Linked DNA regions of Mus musculus: all the other regions are linked to region 3. A link is a contact called in public HiChIP or PLAC-seq and promoter capture Hi-C data. All regions are on one chromosome and are shown on one strand. Each heading gives the region's core, a stretch centred on a gene start, on an enhancer-like site or on the middle of the called end of the contact. The rest is flanking DNA. Distances are from core to core; before and after follow the strand shown.

Region 1 (2,700 bases), core at 60-2,559, 2.6 Mb after region 3:
TGAGCAACTCGCATTCTGAGTCTCAACAAATTAAATTTTAGTATTTAAAGTGGGGTTTTGGATAAGATGATTGTAAAAAGGTTTTCATATAGGCCTAACAGCCTAAAGTCTGAAGTTCTTGGATAACTAGTGCCACTTTATTACTAAAATTATTAAGACAGAGACTGCTTAAGCCATAATTTAAATAACTACTTATGTGTCAAAATAACTAGGCAACAATGACTGGAAATTAGTAATTATTCCCTTAGGGTTTCTTATAGAGATTGAGGGAGTTTTTGTCCTTGTTTGAAAACATGTCTCCTTGGGTTCTGTGAAATTTCCAATTCATCCAAAAATTTTCAATTCATCTCACATTTCCCATCTTGATATTAAAGGACAACACGTATTTTTAAAATGTAAATTTCAAAGTACTTAGCAATTTCCAGTCTGGTGGCAAATGTCACCTTCAAACAGCATGAAGATTAGTCCTACGTCAGAGCTCTCTTTCACGTCACCCCCCTCCGCCCGCTGAGGACAAGATAGATCTAGAGCTTCAACAAGATGGTTACGTTACATCTGCAAGGAGGCCTTCAGAATTTATGACAGAGTAGTAAAGAATATCGGCACTGTTTGACTAGCGATGCTAGTCCTGTCATTACAAACGGAGATCAAGAATAGGTTTTCAGTAACATTTGTTTTCTTTTAAATCAAATATGGTGGAAACATGTCTCCTGAAAACTGGGATCATAACCTGGAGCACTACCGGTAAATCAACATCAGAGGCCTATTCTTTCCAAGAGCTTAAGAGGCAAAATAGTGTTAGGACCTAATTCTTCCCCTCCCATAATTCTCATCCCCCACAACAAATCCTTTAAGGTCCTTCGGAGAAAATTTTGTCCCTCCTGCGCAAGGACTGAGACCCGACTTTCCAAGGACAGTGATTTCTCTAGAGTCCTTGCGAACCCCTTTCCAGTATCTGGGTTACTGCGACAGTCGTGAGAATGAGTCAGATTTTGCAAACCGCGCGGAGGACAGCTCCCGGCATTACTGCTTTTTAAAAGCGCATCAAGCGCAGGAGGAGGCCGAGAGGCCGGAGCTGCTGCAGGTTCCAGGAGCCCACACTCACCATTATTGCAAACTGCAAGGCCGATCTCTGCACCTGCAAAAGGCAGTCTCCAGCAGTCAGGTCACCTCTACAGCGGAACAGACTCTGGGAGAGAACGCGGGGCTGGCCCGCAAAGGTTCGGCTGGAGACACGGCCCTTTCTGGGAAGTGTAGTTCTTCCGGCGACCTCTGGCGCCCACCTTCGTGCATTCCTGACAGTGCTAAACTACAATTCCCCCAAACCCCTTCTTCCTACGCGCCTCGCTGCAAAGTAGTCCCGGGGCTGAGCCTCGGTGATTGGAGCGCGTCTGTGAGCAGAGGGTTGGTGCTTTGAGTGAGGCGCCTGCCTGATGGCGCTCAGCAATTGGCAGGAGAGGAGGCGTTAACTCGAGGGAGGAGAAACGACCCCTGAGCGACAGCACACGTCGCTCCACCGAGAATCTATCCTCCCCCAAGACTAAACAAGGGCGGCTAAGAGACCTTCCGTTGCTTAAAGCCCGCTCGACCCGGAAACAAAACCTTTTAAAAACTCTCTCAGAGGCGGGAGGAATTGACGCTTGCGGAAGAACGGGCAGCTTCACCGTTGCTAGGCGACGAGGCAGCCTCACCTGAGCGCTCTCCAGACCAAGAGCTTGTGGAGCTGTGTTCTCACGTCCCAGGCTGGTGAGCTCGGCCCCGAGGGTTTTTATCTGGGGGTCAGAACAGGGTGCGGCACTGATGCGCGTATCCTGAATCCGAAGCCGGTGGTTGTGGGCGACCTCCGGAGTCCCCTGTTAGTGTCAGGAGCGTGTGGATGCCACAGTTTTCAGGAGGGACGAAGAGTGTCTTGCAGTTTGAGTCAGTGTAACTTTTCCAAAGTAAAGTCAGAAAGTTTTGTTTGTGGAGTGAGCCCCTTCCTTGTGTTTACTTGTGGTGTACCGATCTAATTTTCTTTGCCGACTGTGAATATTGACACTTTTTGCTCATTCTCTTTTTGGAAACCTGTTACTTCCAGGGGAAGTTGGGAGACACTGATTGTTTCAGGCGAAATGTTAGCAGCTAAAACATCTCAAGAGGCTTTCATTTAAAATGAAAGTTGTTAAGGGAAATCTGTATTCTCCGTTTGTTGTACGGATATTCGAAAACATGTGCCTTGGAACAGACCAATGAATATGCTCTTGGTCTAACGTCAGAATTTTCTGTCACTATTAAATGGATGGTGGATGGCTTCAGTTTTGTTTTTGGAAGATTTAGTATTTGGAGAGAGAAATATGATGCCTTAGTCAGGGCTTCTATTTCTGCGATGAAACACCATGACCAAAAGCAGGTTAGGGGAAAGGATTTATTTGGCCTACTCTTCCACATTTTGGCCCATCATTCGAGGAACTCAGAATAAGTAGGAATATGGAGGGCATGAGCTGTTGCAGAGACCATGGAGGAGTGCTGCTTATTGGTTTGTTCCTCATGGCTTGCTAAGTCTGCTTCTTTATAGAACCCAGGACCACCAGCCCAGAGATGGCAGCACCCATAAAGGACTGGGCTCTTCCCCATCAATCTGTAATTAAGAAAATGCCCTATGGGCTTGTCTACAGCCCGATCTTTATGGTGGAAGCATTTTTCTTTTCAATTGAGAATTCC
Region 2 (2,700 bases), core at 131-2,630, 2.1 Mb after region 3:
CTCTTTTATATCTTTACAGCTCTATTTTTGAGGCCCAATAAAGTGCCTGGCACATAGTAAATACCTTTACTTGTTTTTTAGTATTTTATTTAAATATCTACATTAAATATTTTAAATACAGGTGTCTTGCCTGCATATATGTCTATGGGCCAATGAGGCCAGAAGATGGTGTTGGATTCCCTGAAGTTACAGGAGGCTGTGAGTGTCCACATTGGTGCTGGAAAAGAAGCCAGGTCCTTTGGAAGCGTGACCAGTGCTCTTAACTGCTGAGCCCTGCTGAGCCATTCTCTGTCTCCCGTGTACTTGTTTCTTAAATTACTTATTTCTTCATTGATCAAATAATTATGTGGTCTGTGGGCATCCAGGGTTTTTGATCCTAAGACTATTTGAAAATCCTTAGTTTCCCATCTTGAAATAGATGTCTGATTCCTTGGCATTAATGTTTTTTCTTCCAGGTTCTAGGTACTCTATTAAGGGAAACTGAGGCAAATTACCTGTAAACCTTCTGGAGAGCCAGTACTGTGTTTTCTCACACCACCATACATGCATACCTGGTCATTTAGAAAGGGTGTAAGACTTAGCTGAGCACAACATACCCATACCATGTTTCAAGGTGCCGTATGTTGTAATTTGATAGTGAGAAACTTGAATCGGCTAATACATACATTGAACAGTTCTGAACTCTCTCTACTTATCTTTTGAATATATATTTATGGAATCTGGATGTTTGAAGAACTATAGATTTTCAGATGAACAAATTGCAGTACAATGATCCAACAATGCTGTTAATGCTGAACTTGGGTTGGAATTAAATGTAACTAACCGAACAAAGAAATTACAGAATTCTGTTAATGGTCACGCTCCCTACAGTTTTATAACCTAATTGTTAAAACACTAAGAACAAGTAGATTTTTAGTACCTTGGGTAATTCTCTTGAAGGAGGCAAAGGAAGGGGGTATTTATGATTTGCAGAAGAAATCTAAACAACCAAGGAGACTGCCATGTCAAGAGGAAGTTAGATTTCACTGGGCACTTGGAAGTGGTTGGGGGTGGGGTGAAGCAGGAGGGACTGGCTGTGGGCAGGAACCCAATGGCACCAAAGACACAAGACCAGCCTTGTTTAGTCAACTACAGTCCAGAACCTTCAGGCTTAGTGAATGGGTGACTATGGCAACAGTCCCCGCCCCAACCCCCTTGCGCGTGCACAGCGCAGAGCCAGCAGTAGGCTCCTCCACAACAGATACTTTTTTTTTTCTCTCTCGGTAAAGAGAACTACAGTTCCCAAGAGCCCTCTCGGCACCGCCTCGCGATGTGGCCCTGCCCCTTACCCTTATGCCCCGCCCTCCCGCTAGTCCCGGTCCCTCCTTCCCAGTGTGTGTCAGTGACCCAAAGGCGGTTCGAGGCGGAGGGACCGTCGGGGGCGCCGCCGCCGCCTTCTCCAGCGCCAGCAACAGCAGCAGCAGCGGCAGCGACAACAGCAGCAGCGGCAGCAGCGGCCGTGCGGCGCCACCGGATCTGCCTGCAGCCCGGGGAGCTCACCACAAAGCGGGCCCGAGCCTCCCTCTCTAGTCCGCGCTCGGCTCTGCGTTCCACTCGGCCTCGCGGGGCTCGGCGGCTGGCGGGAAGGCGGCGGGCTCCGCTGGTGCCTGCGTTCAACCGGTGCTCGCGCCGCCCCCGCGCCCCGGGTGTCCGTGCGGCGGGCCGAGCTGGCGTTCCGGCCACCAGCAGTCGTCCGGTGAGTGCGGCGCGGGCGGCGAACGGGGGCGCGAGGGCCGGCGGCGCGGAACTTCCTCCGAGCCTTTGCCGGTGGCGGCGCGGCGGCCTGCGCGCCCGCCCGCCCGCGGGGAGGCGGCGGGGAGCAGAGTTTGCGGCGCCGCATCCCGCGCGGAGGGAGGAAGCGCCTTTGTGAGGAGCTGCCCGGAACGCCCTCCCCCACGGCTGGAGCGGGTGCGCGGCGGAGGGGAGCCCCAGCTCGGCGGCCCGGTTCTCGCTCCCGCGGCCAGGCTGCAGGCCGGCGAAGTGGAAGGGGAACAAAGGGGCGGTGGGCTTTTCTTTTGTTTGTGTGAATCTGATAACTTCTCAGCTTCCTTACGTAACACAGAATTCCAAGTTAGTCATTCTTTTTATTGTTATGATTATTGTCATCATCTCTGCGTGCCTCTACGTTTCCTTTCATCTTGGGAATCTCAGAGCATTTTAAAAACACTAATTAATTTCACCTCCCGGCCCTTGCCAAGCCCGTTTCCGTACGTGGGTAAACTGAGGTCCAGAAAGCCCTCAAATTGATGGATACGCTTGATGTACCGCGCTGGTGTCTGAGGCTCCGAAAGCGTTTATGAGTAATAACTCATTCTCCAAATGCCCTGTGGAAAAGTTAAAGATGCTCATTTTACTTACAGGTTAAATGAAGTCTGGAAGAAGTCTAGGTAATTGTTAGGTAGTTGAAACAATAATTCTTTTTAAATAGTATTTGAATCTTAAAACCTCAAAGGACTTTCTGAAAAATGTTCCGAGTGGTGAAGATACTGTAAGTCATCAACTCACTTCGCCATATATTATGTTTATATGTGCAGATCTCTTACAAAGTCAGACAACAATGATGAGGGAGGGGATAGTTTTTACTTAACCTACATTTAACATGTTTAGTCACTACTCACAATATGCTCGTTGGTTTTAGCCCCAGCACTCTTCCATCAACAA
Region 3 (2,700 bases), core at 133-2,632:
TTCAAATAGGAATATTGGGGAAATTAGTATTGCATTTTAAAAGTGAGAGCTCTGTATTTAGTATCTAACTAGTACAGAACTTAGCTAAGGAAAAAATCTACAAACTTATTATCTTGCATAAAATCCCATGCAAATTAAAATTACTTTTATAAAAGGAATGTTTTTCCAACCAAAAATTCACTGCACCAGGACATTACTTAGCGGAAAATGCTCCCCATTTCTACTGATACTGAAGATGAATATAATCGATAATGAGGCAAAAGTTCTCAGCTGTTCATTTTCATTAAACATAGCTTTAAACTTTTGGTCCCTAAATGCTTAAATTACAGCACTGGATATGAAGCATCTTCCCCCTTGTCTTTTTTATCTTTTAAAACAGGTGATTCCTTGAGCTTGTATTTTTATTTATATAGCTGTTGGCTAGGAATCTATAGACAACTTGATCACTTGAATTAACCACAAGAAACATGCATAAGGCTGCAAACGCATTAAGTAAAACTGTCGATTTAGGCCGCGGCTTTAGGATCCTCATTCAAAAAGAGAGAAAGAAAAGAGGAAACTTAGTAGCAGTGTCTTTCAGCCACGTTTCAATTTAATCTCACATTTGACTTCCACAATTGCTTTTAATACGTACCCTTTGCGCCATCGGCCTCTCTGGCTCCCTTCCTACTTCAACTTCTAATATATCCTCTTTAAGGCCAGTGTGAAAAGAAACAAATATGCAAACTCCCCCGGAAAAAAAAATAAAGCACAACAATAACAAAAAAAAATCCCTTTGCGTCTCCAGCAGTGTGAATTACTGGTCCCAGATCTTCGGTCTACCGGACCTGAAGCAAGGCGCCCGCGTCGCTGAGCATAAAAGCGCTCTGGTTCCACCAAGACAGCAGTGGGAGGGGAAAAAAAAAGCAGATCTTCTCTCCCCCCCAAAAAAATCAGTTTAAAAAAAAAGAAAGAAAAGAAAAGAAAAAGAAAAAAAAAAAAGAGCGCCCCTCAGACCCAACTACCAAATCTCATGGCTTTCTGCCACTCCAGCTGTCAATCACAGGCGAGGTTGTCAACGTGGTGAATGAATGATCGTCCGTTCTGTCTTCTTCTGGTCAGAACACCTCAAATGTTAATATTCAAATGCACAAAGCCCTAGCGCCCGCTTTCCTTGAATCAGTCCTAATTCCTAATCAGTTTCTCTCTTCTCTCGCTCTCTTTCTCTTTCTCTCTCCCTCTTTGCAACTGCTGCACTGAAGGGAGATTAGAGAGGAGGGTTAAAAAAATGTCTGTCTGAGTTTGTCTTAAAGGAGCCACGATCGATGCTGCCCGCTTGCAGTCGCCGTGCGTGTGTAAAGTGTGTGTTGCACAGGCGGAGAGGTGGATTCCGACCAGAATGCTAGAACCCGGAAGTAGTGGTGGCCATAACAGGTCGCGTCTTACACAATGCATTGGGCTGCAGCAAGTAGGCTCCTCGGCAGGGGTGGGTGCGCGAAGCGAGCTCTGGCCGCACTGGAGAGGCAGAAAGACACTCCACAAATTCGCACGCCCAGGCACTAACACCACACACCCAGGGCACATGCACACAAATACAGGCTGCAGCTCCCAACCCGCCGGCTTTACGTCCCCTTCCAGCCTCTCTTCCCAAAGCGGACGCTTGAAATAAATCGGGAATAAACGTAGGGCAGGCAGATGCCGGAGTTAATTCGCTCAGGGCTCCGCTCATGAAAGACTTCAAGACTTTCCTCGAAATTATTGGGGTCTGCCAGTATTTTTCGGGGTGGGGGTGATGCCAAAAGTACTGGATTCTCTGCTAGACTCCCGGAGGAGAAAAGTCAAAGCCAGAGCAAGAAGAGGAGCTGGAACTGGACTGGAAAAGGTTCCGCTCGAGAGTCCTGAGAACGTGGGGTAGCGGTCGCCCGGGCGTTCTGCAGACTCAGCTTAGAGGTTTTCTTTTCTTTTCTTTTTTTTCTTTTGGTTTGGGTTTTTTCTTTCTTTCTTTATTTTTTTTTCTCCCCCCGCTGTCAGAAGTGGACGTAGGGCCGGAGGAAAGGAAATGCTTGCATTTTGTCACTTTGAGTCCGGACGTCCCCACCTCCTCTCTTGCAGCCCTCAGCCCCAGCCGCCGCGCGAAGTGAGGGAGGAAGGGAGGGAACAATGAGCCGAGCGCCGGGAATGTGCCCCCAGCGCTTGTTTACAAACACCGAGCTATTTATGACCGCTGGAGAACGAAACTCAACGCGGGCACCAAGCAGCCAGACCTTGCGGGCGGCCGGGGCCTGGGAGCCCCGGGACCCGAGGCTCTTTCTCGATTGCGCTACCGGCAAGTTTAGCCGTGCGCCCGGGGCGCGGCGAAGCTGCAGAGCTCCGCTGCGCTGCGGCTGGGGCTGCCTTTGTCTGGGCGACGCCGAGGGGCTCCAGCCTCGGCCTTGCTCGGGCCTGGAGACGCTGCGCTCCCTCCCACCCCCCACCCCCAGCTCTTTCAGCGGCGACGCCCGGAGCCGGCCTCCCAGACCTCCATCTCTCAATTTGTCTATCTCCGAACCCAGCCCCGTGAAAGCTCCCAGTTCCAGAGAAAAAGAAATCCACTTCGGAAGCTGAGATTTCAGACAAAAGCTGACCCTGCCCACAACTTAAAGTCTCCAACCAGCCAGTGGTTTTTAACTTTCTCTCTTGAAATACCACACCCTGGACTTAAAATTGTTTTTTGAGTCTTTT
Region 4 (2,700 bases), core at 191-2,690, 2.1 Mb before region 3:
CGTTCCACACAGATAGGAGACCCAAAAAGGCGATAGTCTGCGGCAATACTGCCCACAGTGGGCTGGGCTCGCCATAGATCTATCATCAAGAAAATGCCACCATAAACTTGCCTACAGTCCAGTCCGAGTGAGACAATTCCTCATTTGAGGTTCCTTCTTCCAAGGTGTCAAGTTGACAAAAACCAACCAGCACACACCAAATGGTGCCCCCTTCCCCCCACCCCCCCACCACCACCACCACATACACACACACCATTTCCTCTTTCCTTGTATTTCTGACTCATATCTTCTATAGAAAGCTATAGGCTTTCTTATGCCAGCTAGTGGGATGTATGGCTTTGATCGGATTGGTGTTTTTTATGAAAGCAGCTCCCTTCCCTCAGCTCTCACCCCAAGGTCTGTTCCTTCTGGTAAGTCTCTGACTTCTTATTTCAGACATTAACTGGGAATGTGAAGAAGCTCAATACACGAGGTAGTCCGCTCTTAAATGTGTCTTCCCAGGGGAGTCACAGTTTCTTGAATCCATAACAGGGGATATTGAGCGTTTCTATGTATATATATGTACATCCTGGAAAGTTCCCCAGGATGCTTTCTGCCATTAGGCCTAAGTAAACAAGTATCTCTTAGCTTCAACATCTTTATAATCAGAGACATATAGAATGTTCAAACTAAAGGCCGTAAGGGTGTAATATGCAAAAGCAGTCTTAGAGAAATACAGAACTGCACGAAAGACTGGCAAGGGGTAAATGTTGAATGCTAGCAAATATCTTCTCTGGGAACAAAACTACAATGTTCAGCTAACTTAATAACCACATAAGCTGAAAGGTTTGCAATTCCATCGTATATAGCAGTCTCGGTAGTCCTTGATATTTCACTATATTTTTGCAAGATGCTACTAGATAGAATACATACCGCATCGAGCGTTAAGCTTCCCCGGGCAGCTCCCTGGAATGTTACTATGCTAAGAAACAAAGGAAATGAGTAACACGATATTATCATCAAAAAAAATTTCAACGTGAACTTTTTCAGCAACCTTTGTCGAGCACACACCTCAGGGAAGGAGCACCTAGTCAGGTTGCAGAGTCCCCTGGGGAGAGAGAGCCTTGGCGCTCAAACTCTCGGCCGTCTCAAAGCCCTCGCTAGCTACCAAAGCACTTTGGGAGTCCCGCCCTTTGCAAGTCCCGCCCTTTGTAAGTCCCGCCCTTTGTAAGTCCCGCTCTTTTAAGTCCCGCCCATGTGCCCGCTGTCACTCAGCGGGGACGCTGGACCTTGCAGTGACTTGGGCCTCCTTTCTTTCCTTCCCTTACGGTGATGAAACGCAGGGTAAACTACCAATCCCAGAAGGCACCGCGCATGCAAATGGGTGGAGCGAGGCTTGAGAGGGCGGGACATGAAGGCCTTCCGGAAAAGATTCAAATCCGGAGGACTGAAATCGCGGGAGGAGCCGGCACCGCGCCTTTAGGTAGGAGAGGCAGCTCTGCCCTTCCCTGCACAGGGACCAGCGTGCTCAGCTGTGGTCGGTCGCTTCTCCTGCCTGTCCTCACAGCACAGGGATGTGGTTGCGCTCGCCAGGACTGGTGTGGGCTCCCTGAGAACTAGTCTTGCCCGACGATGCTCTTTCTCGGTTTGCTCACTCCTAGTGACATTTGACAGGACGGTGGATGGAGGGGCTGGAGGTGGCCCAGAGTGACCGCTCTTCTCAAAGACCCAGGTTTAGTTCCCAGTGTCCACAGAGGGGTCTTGCCACTGACTGTTACTCCATTTCGGGGATCCCACCCCCCTTTTGGCTCCTGCGGGCAGCGCACGCACTGTGTGCTGAGACTTGTTTGCAAGCAAACCGGCAATACACATACATAGAAGCAGATCTTTGAAAAGGAGGTGGGAGGACCGCAAGCTAACGCAATATTTCCGCAAGGTTGGTTCAAAAAGAGGCGACATACAAGGAATAGCTTTCGAGGCATTCAAGAGAGATAATTTAGAAGATTCCTAGTGAGATTTTTGGGAATATGACCAAGGCACCACAGAATGTTCAATTGAAAAACTTCCTGCCTCTTGTGGAATTCCTTTGACAGAAGGAAAGATTTTATTCCTAGGGAGAGCCTGGGAGAAACAGCAAACATCTGAGTGTAGTGTAACCTCCTAATAGAAACTTAGTTTCAAAGATGACACTTTGCCTTTAGTTTGTACCAGTGGTAGGAGGGGAGAAGGTTCGTTGCAAATACTTGATCTTGTGGGTTTTGTCTTGTTTTTGCACACCAAGTTGCTTTCTATTTTCTATTTCTAAAGGAAGCCCCTGTTCAGTTCAGACATTACAGTTCTAACCACAACCAGTTTGGATCATAAACAGCCTAACCAAAGGTAGTCACCATGATGTTACTAACTACAAAGACTCGAGTAGTGCATCTGAAAAGGGAATTGTTAGTCACTGAATGAAGAGATATTTAGCTATACATCAAATGCCTATTGTATCCTGATTCTCCACCACAAAAGGAACTGTAAGTATTATAAAGTAGGTAAACACAAATTGTGCTTATATTGCAACATGGCCCAGGATGATGTGTGCAGCCTTGAAGCTTCCAGAAGCTTCCACTGTGGTCCTTGAGAACATTAGCTGGAATAAGGCTTTACATCTATAGCTATATACTATTCCTAGCTGAATTATGAACTACTTAGATTGTACTTGTCACTCAGTAATAGATT
Region 5 (2,700 bases), core at 153-2,652, 2.5 Mb before region 3:
TTTGAATATTTTGAGGTTCTTTTGAAACTCTATTAAGAATACAACGACTCTGAGAGCCACTGGTAACGGAGCCACAGTATTTGTACTCCATTTCCAGGTCTTAGAAGTCAGATGATAATTACACTCTCTAGCTAGAAAATAGAAGCCCTGCTGGGTCCCAGTTTTAAGCCGTGAACAGTGGACAAATAGCTGAACCACTTAAGGTACACACTAAGAAATCAATTCACAGCCTGATACAGAAAGCAAAGGGACGCCTGTTTTCTCGGTGTTTCATTTAGCTGTTCTTCAAATCCAACAGCCCTAAAACCACTAGACCAACCACTGCACTCGCTGTTAGAGGAGAGCACGAGTCCACTAAGACTTCTCGATGCTGACTACTGATCAAACACTTTTACTTTAAATTTCGACACCTGAACACAACTTCACAAGAGGTTCAAAGCATCAGGCTCTGGAAGCCACAAGAGACAATGAGTTCACCAACAGTGTGAGGATGTTCAGGCAGGGGATGTTCAGGGAGAAGGCTGAACCCTAGATCCAGACGCTAAGCTCTGAGTTCGTGAACTTTTGGAAACCCTCCTCCTTAGAGGTCTTGACTGGCTAATTCCATCTGAGGCTACGTAGGTAGAACCTGTGCCTGGATTTTGCCCTTTTCATAAATGAATGGCTCTCTGTCCACCTGTCCATCAGCGACCCGGCTCAGCCAACTTGTCCACAGTTCTGCAGCTTCCAGGTCCAGCTCCTGGCCTCCAGGCTTATCAAGGACGTCCTCGTGACCCCAGCCCGTGGCCCCTTCGCCGCCCCTTTCCCCGGGGGTTCCTTTGATCTCCACGACCCCCAGGCCCGCTCATCTCGCGCCCACTTAGATCCCGGCCCCAATCATCCCACCGGACGCTCGTACCTCCAGTTTCTTCACCTCCCCTGGTCCCTCCGTGTCCCTGGCCTCCCATCCCGCGGCCCCTTTGTGCCATGAACCCTAGACCAGCTTTCCCCTACCTACCACTCATGAGAAAATCCTTACTTACTGGATGGCGGATTGAGAGCGTAGAGACACGTAGCTCAGGAGAGAACCGAGCCCAACGGAACCGGAAGCTGGCAACCCACAGCCCGCCCATTCCTCCTTTCAATTGGCTCTTCACGCAGAGACGTCACTACGCCGGCGCAGTGCTACGTGTGTTTCTCCCGGCTTCCCGAGCAGAGGCCGACCTGAGCGATTCGGGTCTCTCCAGCTGAACGGGCGGGCGGTGTGGGATCTTGGTTCCCGATTGTTCGCCTCCCGGTCTCGGGCGCAGCCTCTCCAGCAGCCTCTCCAGCAGCCTCAACGTAAATCCACGAAGTGTCGCTAGTTAGTTAGTGAGTGAGTGTCTGCGCTACAGCTATGAGTCTCCCCGCTGCGCATGCAAATAATGTCACTGATCAAAAATGAAACAAACATCTCAGTATGAACGACCTAATTCAAACTATTCTCCATTCCCGGAAAATGACTTTCTGCTTATTATTCATGGGAATATAGAGGGAATTAAGACCGCCTACCTAGAACTTTCTTGTCCCCAATGAGGAATTAGATGTACTGCTGGTACTAACAGTCTCTGAGTGCAATACATTTGACATTTCTGAGTTAAGATTTGTTGCTTGGATAATCTTGATTGGCTCTATCAGTAGGCTTTGAAGAGTTTTTACTTCATTTCACGTGCAACCTCGGGCAAGTACTGTGAAACAGATTACAATACTTTGCTTTCATATGGAGCACAAACCATAATTCTACCATTAGTATCTAAAAGACCTATAAAAATTTTCTTCCAATCACTAAAAAAGATACAGCAGGTTTGCAAGTGTCATGAAGCACTACCTTGAAACATTAGTTCTTTGCTATTTGAAGGAGTTGTTTTTGTATATTCAAAATGAGCAATTAGAGTTTCTTTTTTTAACTCAGCTTGCAGCCATATATTGGGAAGTGACAACTGTCAATCTGGCATAACTTGGCCTTTGGATATAAAAGGGGTTAATGCAGCTACTGTATTATAACATTCTTATGTTTTTCGTGGTTGTTTCAGTATAAGTACGCATCTATAAATCTATCACTTGAGAATAGGAGGTGTGTAGATGTTCCAGGTCACCCTTAGCTACATAGAAATTTGAAGGACAGCTTGGGTTATATGAAAAACGTCTCAAAACAAAACAAATATATATATACACATTCAAGCCCAGGATTAAACACTGCAAAAAGATAAAACAGGAGAGTGATTCATATATTAATGATGTTTAAAGAAACACAGAATCCATAAGAATTCAGGAGAAGTGGAACTGAGTAAAACAAAAAAATATGATTTTTAAAACCACTAAAACAGGGCAGCTAAATATAGGTGACAAACTTCTAGCATACTGTGAAGGATTATCCAAATTAGGTTACTTACTGGCTGGGTTTTTGTGTCAACTTGACACAGCTGGAGTAATCACAGAGAAAGGAGCTTCAGTTGAGGAAATGCCTCCATGAGATCCAGCTGTGGGGTATTTTCTCAATTAGTGATCAAGGGGGAAAGGCCCCTTGTGGGAGGTGTCATCTCTGGGCTGGTAGTCTTGTGTTCTATGAGAAAGCAAGCTGAGCAAGCCAGGGGAAGCAAATCAATAAGAATGATTGGCCTCTCCATGGCCTCTGCATCAGCTCCTGCTCCCTGACCTGCTTGAGTTCCAGTCCTGACTTCT

What was found. Promoter capture Hi-C pulls out the DNA fragments that hold promoters and counts their contacts. HiChIP or PLAC-seq counts read pairs in DNA pulled down with a chosen protein or histone mark. Capture Hi-C pulls out chosen DNA fragments and counts their contacts.
Region 1: a contact with region 3 is called in a promoter capture Hi-C map of pre-B cells, with 4 times the contacts expected there. The contact joins the promoter of Mdh1 here to the promoter of Meis1 in region 3.
Region 2: an H3K27ac HiChIP or PLAC-seq map of acute myeloid leukemia shows a contact between it and region 3, with 11 times the contacts expected there. The contact joins the promoter of Peli1 here to the promoter of Meis1 in region 3. A contact is called at or near these places in 1 of 39 promoter capture datasets (pre-B cells) and 1 of 115 datasets of contacts at active chromatin or transcription factors (acute myeloid leukemia).
Region 4: a contact with region 3 is called in a promoter capture Hi-C map of pre-B cells, with 9 times the contacts expected there. The contact joins the promoter of Fbxo48 here to the promoter of Meis1 in region 3. A contact is called at or near these places in 4 of 39 promoter capture datasets (embryonic stem cells, hippocampal neurons, liver and 1 more), 1 of 484 Hi-C or Micro-C datasets (olfactory sensory neurons) and 1 of 115 datasets of contacts at active chromatin or transcription factors (astrocytes).
Region 5: a promoter capture Hi-C map of liver shows a contact between it and region 3, with 5 times the contacts expected there. The contact joins the promoter of Sec61g here to the promoter of Meis1 in region 3. A contact is called at or near these places in 1 of 39 promoter capture datasets (pre-B cells), 1 of 115 datasets of contacts at active chromatin or transcription factors (astrocytes) and 3 of 9 other capture datasets (adipose tissue, embryonic stem cells and liver).

What each region holds. Positions count from the first base shown.
Region 1 is chr11:21,570,625-21,573,324 of GRCm38.p6, forward strand. It overlaps Mdh1 (malate dehydrogenase 1, NAD (soluble)), which reads right to left and starts at 1,310. Exons shown (of 9, transcript NM_008618.3): 1 at 1,106-1,310. The coding sequence starts at 1,108. It overlaps Wdpcp (WD repeat containing planar cell polarity effector), which reads left to right and starts at 1,657. Exons shown (of 18, transcript NM_145425.3): 1 at 1,657-1,746.
Region 2 is chr11:21,089,944-21,092,643 of GRCm38.p6, forward strand. Peli1 (pellino 1) reads left to right here and starts at 1,381. Exons shown (of 7, transcript NM_023324.2): 1 at 1,381-1,735.
Region 3 is chr11:19,017,587-19,020,286 of GRCm38.p6, forward strand. It overlaps Meis1 (Meis homeobox 1), which reads right to left and starts at 1,383. Exons shown (of 12, transcript NM_010789.3): 1 at 635-1,383. The coding sequence starts at 646. Gm16141 (a long non-coding RNA gene) reads left to right here. Exons shown (of 3, transcript XR_381070.4): 3 at 1-744.
Region 4 is chr11:16,949,970-16,952,669 of GRCm38.p6, forward strand. It overlaps Fbxo48 (F-box protein 48), which reads left to right and starts at 1,441. Exons shown (of 4, transcript NM_176982.2): 1 at 1,441-2,495. Eldr (Egfr long non-coding downstream RNA) reads right to left here and starts at 1,313. Exons shown (of 4, transcript NR_110425.1): 1 at 1,051-1,313; 2 at 913-961.
Region 5 is chr11:16,507,082-16,509,781 of GRCm38.p6, forward strand. Sec61g (SEC61, gamma subunit) reads right to left here and starts at 1,403. Exons shown (of 4, transcript NM_011343.3): 1 at 1,023-1,403. The coding sequence starts at 1,112.